Regions from separate parts of the Mus musculus genome. Here region 2 is linked to region 1. Evidence: chromatin contacts called from public HiChIP or PLAC-seq data. All regions are on one chromosome and are shown on one strand. Each heading gives the region's core, a stretch centred on a gene start, on an enhancer-like site or on the middle of the called end of the contact. The rest is flanking DNA. Distances are from core to core; before and after follow the strand shown.

Region 1 (3,222 bases), core at 238-2,737:
GTTTAAAGAGAGGTACATAAGAAAAATTGGATTTTACCTAACTTTTTCTTGAGGAAAATTTTGGCAAGTCACAGGGAAAACAGAATTGTGTGGGGAGCCTCCATGTTCCCACTTATCTACTGGTTAGCATCAGCAGCGGCCAGCCTGGCTGCCTTTGGACCCCTCTTCCTCCCTCTGGTGTTTCTAAGCACATTCTGAGTCTGTCTCCTTTCCAAGAGGTGTGATTACAGCCTAGCTCAAGGGATCCCAGGAAGGGGTCTTGGCAGTCATCTGGAGAAGGGTGAAGGGACAGGACAAAGGCACTGTAAATGACTTGCGTGTGTCTGGAGGTTCTCCGGCCTGCCTCACTCAGTGTACTTGAGAAGTCTCCTAGCTGCTGGGGAAACGGGAGCTGATGCCTTATCCCACAGGGGGGTTGTAGGAGAGTGTTCACTAAAGCAAAGCAGAGGCCAGAGACGAGGGTCAGGCTGCTCCCAGGCAGGGCTGAGCCCTTGGGAGCCATAACTGAAGAGGTCAGACAAGGACCCTAGGTGCCCAAGGTAGGGTGGTAGCTGGGAAGGTGGGCTGTCTTACAAAGAAGGCCACAGTGAAGGGGAGGGGTCTGAACCCAGATCTTGGCCATGTCTGCTGCTTCTGAACCCCAATATAAAGAAACCCCTGAATCCTGGACTGCTGGAGACAAGGAGGGCCAAGGGCCTGAATGGCCAACTGTTCTCTAAGGAAGGTTTAAGGACACTCCTCACCGTCACTTCCCTCCCAGGGTGATTACAGGGAAGAGGGGACACAAAGAGACCCTCCTCACCACCACCAGGGTGATTATAGGGAGAAGGACACAAAAGGCCCTCAGCTCCCATCCTCTGGCTGGATAATGGGCCATTCACATTGAGGGAACCCCAGTCCCACACCTGGCTCTCTTAGGCAGACCCCAACTGCCCCATTGTCCCAAGCCTGCCACTGTGCCTTGTACCCGGGTGTCAGCCATGGGAAGCCTAACACCCCAGCTGGGGCGGTCCTGGCCCTTCCCCCACCTCTTCAGCCACTTGGAGGCTCAGAACTGATTTGGTGGGGGAACGCCATTCATTCCACACTCCTCACTCAGAATTTTTCTCCGCTCAAAAGTCCTCAGAGAGAAGTCCTCACAGCTATGGGAAAATAGGAGAGAATAATTAGGAAAGCCATTAGCGTCTCAAGGCCCATCTGAGGGATTAAAGGATTAAAGGCCTTCTAACAGGTCTCTCCTCCTCGAAGATTTTTGCCAGAGCTTGTTTTCAGGACTTTTCCCTGGGTTGGGGGAGACCCTGGGTGGATCCTCTCTTCACAGCTGCAGGGAATCAAGACCCCCTAGTTATGTTCAGTTGGCCAGAAGAGAAGAGTGAGGCAAGCAGGTGTGAGCTGGCAGCTCCTTCTCAGGCTAGCCTGCACTGCCCTGCACCTCCACAGGGGGAGTAGAGAGGTGCAGAGGTCAGCGGGTCCCTCGTGGAAGCCCAGACAGGCTCCCTGGGAGCAGGTGCCCTGTGCTCCTCCAAAAGATCCCGGAGGGCTCAGCCTCTCCCACGCCCCCTGGTTCCAGCTGAGGGCAGGCAGGCTCTCTGCCCTTTCCCAAGGCAAACGGAGCCACTCTTTTCTGACTAGCCAGAGGCCGGAGGTCAAGGAAGGGTTTCTCAGGAAGAGCCGCTGTTTGCACTGAGTCATGGTCTCTGCCTTGCAGAACACAGTGAAGTCACTTCGTGGAATGTGAGCACGGGGATTCACAAATACAGATGAGGAGGCCCACAGAGCAGGCAGGACTCATTCTTTCTGAAGACAGGAAGGACAGTCCCTTGGAAGAGATGACCAGCATACATTTCTGAGTCTCCCTATTACACTCTTCTGGCCACCTGGTGGCGGCTTGGTGATTATCAGGTAACTGTTGCAATCAAAAGTGTGTTACCCAGTCCTGTTACAATCTATCTTGCTGTCCCACTGACATCTCAGTGCCCTCCTTAGGCCAGGCGCTGAAAACCCATGGTGAACATTCAAACATGTATCTGCCAGAGAAGAAAGCAAGCATACTCCCGACCAGACAGCACATGGAGTTACACAGTTGCCCAGAGCAGAGAGATACAATAGGATACACACTGAAGCTCCTGGAAAACCAGTCTCTGCATACAGCATCTTGACCCACTGCCTATGCTAAAGAAGAAAGACCCTAGCATGAGGCCAGCTCACATTCATACGCTGGCCTCCCTGGATTGGGGTGGGGATGGGGCGTCTGGAAATGCAGCTTGACCCTTCCACTTCTAAGGAAAGCTCACTACTAAATGCCTTCCAAGCCTCTGTACCTGCCAACCTTCAGCTAGCAAGTCCGAGAGAGAGAGAGAGAGAGAGAGAGAGAGAGAGAGAGAGAGAGAGAGAGAGAGAGCGCAGTGGTTCCCCAGATGCAGGTGGGCAGCACCCCTTGCTCAGCACCTTGCCAAAGGGCAGGTAATGGGTGTACACTAGCAATTGGGCACCACTAAGGCCCATGCTTCGTGGTTCTGGTTAGCAACTGCCAACAAGAAGCTCCCTGCTGGGACTGGGGTGTGCAGGAAGGCTAGGCGAGATGAATGGCCTGTAGCCTGGGTCATAACATAGGCAGACATCACCATAGCGCTGGGTGTCTGAGTAGAGCTGGGGTCTGGGGGGACCCTGCCCCACCCCAGGGTTCCTTGACCCTCCATGATACAGCCTCCTCCGGTGTTGGGGCAAAGTAAAGCATGAGAAATGGTGGGGAGGAGGGGCCTCTGTCTGCTTCTTTAGAAGCAGAACCCAGACAGCAGCCATGGGATGGAGGCCAGTTTGTAAAAGCTCGGGTGAAATGAGCTAGAAGGGATTGGGAACAAGTCCCACAGTGTCCTGAAGCACATTCCTTGCTCTGGGGAGACGGAGATGGATGGTGCTGAGCTGAGAAGGAGGGGTGCTGGGGCGGGGCCGGAGGGGGGCTTCTCCTGCTGAGCGCTCTCCTGCCAAGAGCAGGGTGGGAAAGTAAGGCTTAGGACCCAGAGGATGGCTTCCCAACAAAGGCTGCTTCCTTCCCCTCAGCCTCAGAGCCAAGAGGGTCCTCCTCGGGTCCTGCCCAGAAAGCCCTGGAGATGCAAGCCAGAGGGCATTAGAAACCACCCTGGCACCCTCTGGGGCTGTGCAAGCAAGCAGAGCATCTATAAGCACCTATGGCGTCGGGCCCTGGTGGTGGTGGGGGGGGAA
Region 2 (3,222 bases), core at 293-2,792, 310 kb after region 1:
GCCCCCTCATTGCAGGGAGGAAAGCAGTAGCAGTGACAGCTCACAGGTGAGCCCTCACGGACATGGGGATGTCAAACCTCTCTGGACAGCTCCATGTGGTACCCCAGGGACAGTGTTCCAAGGCTACTCCAAAGCTCCCTGTTCCCTGAGTAGCTCTGAGCTCTCTCTCATGGCAGGCAGGTGACTATCCTCTGCCTAGTCCTGCTTCCTCCTGCTTATCTTCACATGTGGTGGCTTATAATCATTACAGAATACCCGACACTTCTCAGAAGTGGCACTGGGACCCCATCTGAGCTAACTGGTAAGTGGCAGAGAGGCCATGCAACCACTCACGGTGATAGCTCACACCAGGGCTGTAAGATGAGTGTGTGAGAGTGGCACCCAGTAGGGCCTCAACAAACGGGAGTTACTATACCATGGCCACAGCCCCACCAGATTCCTTGGGAAAATGCCAGGAGTACAGGCTCCCCAGCTTGGGCCAGGGTGGGGCTGAGGTTGGGAGAGGCTGTGGGTGTGGTGCAAAGGAAAGGAGAGTGCCACCAGGCCACCTAGCCTTCAAGAAGGAGAGCTAGAGACCCACAGAGAGACCAAACACCAGGAGCTGAGGGAAAGCAAGCAGGCAGGATGCATGTGCACTGTCAGAAACAGCCCAGCAAACCCTGTGCCTAGTATCTGGGTCCAAAGATTGTGTGGTACAAGAGGCCATGCATGGCACAGGCTGCAGCCCAGGAGTCCTGTGGAATCCATTAGATGGCTGGAGAGTCAATGCATTGTCCGGGTGTATCAACTACCTAAGTATCAACTTCCCTATGTGTCAACTACCTAGATCAACAATGACTGCGGGGGGGGGGGGGTGGGGGGTGGGGGGTGGGGGGGGGGGCGCACCCCTTCCTACGCATCTGCTGGTAGAGATGACTTTCTTCCTCTTAAATAGGCTTGCTTCTCCCTCTACTCTGAAAGTCCTTTCTGAAGTCCGACTTCCATCTCTTGGGCTTCACTGACATTCCCAGGGATTTGAGCATCTATTAGAGACTGGGCAGGGAAGAATAATTTGGCAATAGGGAGAAATTATCCACATCTTTATAGAGAGCATACAACTCCAGAACATCTGTACCTGTAACCAGACATGCCTACTCCTCATGGCCTTTCTCTCGGAGAAGGAATGCTGAGCTTGGGGACGGGTGGGGGGAGAATGTCCAAGGTAGAGATAAAAATAAAAGGGAGACCCTGTGTCCTCTGGAAATAGCCTCTCTCCCACCCTCTCTGGAGTCTCCCTTTTCGAGAACCCCAACTTACCCTTAAAGACAAAGTTATAATCTTCATCTGTTCGATTCCCCATCTTGGCTCAGCATGGAGAGTGAAGACGTTTGCAGGTGCAGAGGTCACGAGTCTGTTTATTGTTTAAATGGCCTCAACTCTCAGCTTTTAAGAGACCTGCACCTGGCTCCTCTCTCATTGGGGGAAAAGGACAAGAGGGCTCAGTTGAGGCCAGGAAGAGCCCCAGAGGCTCAGCTCTGGCACGTTTAGCTACTCTGTGGGAGCTGAGAGGACGGAAGCTGAGAACAGGAAGAGCTAGCCAGCTCCGCTGGGCACCTGGGGCACAGGTGGGTGGAGCGATGATGACGTCAGACAGGTTAAACAGGTTAGGTGTCTGCTCTTGGCCCACACTCCCCCAAATAAGAGGGCCTGGTCACAGAGGTAACAGTGGGTGAGGCTGCGGCGAGCCCGAGTGTACATTGCTGGGTTTTGGGGGTTCTAAGAAGGAGAGCTGCCACTGGGCTGAAGTAGACACGGGGTGGGGCAGAAACGTACCGGCCTCCAGCTTTCCCATCTCAGGTTTTGGTAAGGACACATACCGGGGGGCATCAGGGGAAGGGCTATCAGGGCAAGAAATGCAAGCTGGGCACAGCATCTCCCCACAATGCAGAGTTTTGGGAGCTGTACCAGCACGCAGCATCCGGCCCCTCCTTAACAGCCCCAGGCCAGGGAGGGGCAGCATTTCTCACACAGGTGGAGCTGGGACGCCACCTGCCCAGATGGGTCCCTTCCTAACATACAATAAACAGATTTACTACCTTCGTGGACGGATCTCAGAGACAAGGGCAGAAAGAGCTGGATGCGGTGAATATGGGTGCAGGATCTGAGATGAAGACCTTGAGGCCTTCTGGGGGTCAATCTTCTGACTGCCATGCTTGTATGTGGGACACACCTATCCACGCGTCATGTACGCAAACAGTAAATAAGTAAAGGCAATGCAGAGGAGTCTGCTGTGCTCACACACGATTTTTTTTTTTTTAAATTAAAACAAATGCTGCAGAGAGGATCATGAAAAGGTAGGGAAAGGAGCAGGAGCACTCCTTAAATTAGAAAGGGTGACCTCTATTTTCTGTGTCCAGCAAGAACAGGCATTTGCTCCTTTAGATCAGTCCCAGGTGCTGCAAAACGGGCGGGTGAGATTCTGCTCTGAGGGTTGAGTGAGCTCAGCAGCTAAGGGCACCGCTGCTCTTGCAGAAGACCCTGGTTAGGTTCTCAGCATAGCTCTCTCACAGCCACCTGCTAACTCTGGTTTCAGGGATATCTGATGCCCTTTACAGGCACAAGTGCAGACACACAAACAGTCAAAACACTCATGTACATAAAATAACCTAAACAATTTTTTCACACGGGTGTAGTGGCACATACCTTTAATCCCAGCACTTGGGAGGCAGAGGCAGACGGATTTCTGAGTTGGAGGCCAGCCTGGTCTACAAAGTGAATTCCAGGACAGCCAGGGTTATACAGAGAAATCCTGTCTCACAAAAACCAAAAAACAAATTGTTTAAAGAAAAGCAATTCTGGGAGGATGGGAAGGGAGCTTTTTGCAATGTAAATAGAATAAACATATAAATTAATGGAAAAAAAAAGCAATTAGGAGTATGATGAGACACAGCACTGGAGAAGCCAAGGGCACTGGGCAGCCCTGCCAAGAACCACTGAGAGATTTGGTGATGGGGAATGAGAGAGCCCACCTTTGCAGGAGAGGGGAATCCTCCCGAGGAAACCACTCCACACTTTCCTCCCAAGAAAGCAGGTGAGACACAGGTAAGAGTTGAAAATTTATTCAGAAAAAAGCAACCCCCCCTTCCTGTACCTCGCCCGATATGGCGTTTCTAGGGCCCCGCCCCTCCCTCCAGATCATCATCCCTTTTCTACTCCAGCCTCCATCACGCTGTTATGATGCTG

Evidence for each region. HiChIP or PLAC-seq counts read pairs in DNA pulled down with a chosen protein or histone mark.
Region 2: a FOXA1 HiChIP or PLAC-seq map of pancreatic cancer cells shows a contact between it and region 1. The contact joins the promoter of Rab25 here to the enhancer-like site in region 1. A contact is called at or near these places in 2 of 39 promoter capture datasets (3T3-L1-derived adipocytes and fetal liver), 1 of 484 Hi-C or Micro-C datasets (embryonic stem cells), 5 of 115 datasets of contacts at active chromatin or transcription factors (embryonic stem cells and pancreatic cancer cells) and 1 of 9 other capture datasets (adipose tissue).

The regions. Positions count from the first base shown.
Region 1 is chr3:88,236,239-88,239,460 of GRCm38.p6, forward strand. No RefSeq gene overlaps it. Among named protein-coding and RNA genes, the nearest start is that of Rhbg, 17 kb to the right of the region's middle. RefSeq lists an enhancer at 1,994-3,137. Within about 2 kb of position 1,488, at least 63 of the 459 cell types and tissues checked have an H3K27ac peak or open chromatin away from gene starts, as enhancers often do. A contact at or near this core is called in pancreatic cancer cells, where this site is marked.
Region 2 is chr3:88,546,737-88,549,958 of GRCm38.p6, forward strand. It overlaps Rab25 (RAB25, member RAS oncogene family), which reads right to left and starts at 1,543. Exons shown (of 5, transcript NM_016899.4): 1 at 1,297-1,543. The coding sequence starts at 1,339. Lamtor2 (late endosomal/lysosomal adaptor, MAPK and MTOR activator 2) reads right to left here. Exons shown (of 4, transcript NM_031248.4): 4 at 3,083-3,222. The coding sequence ends at 3,212.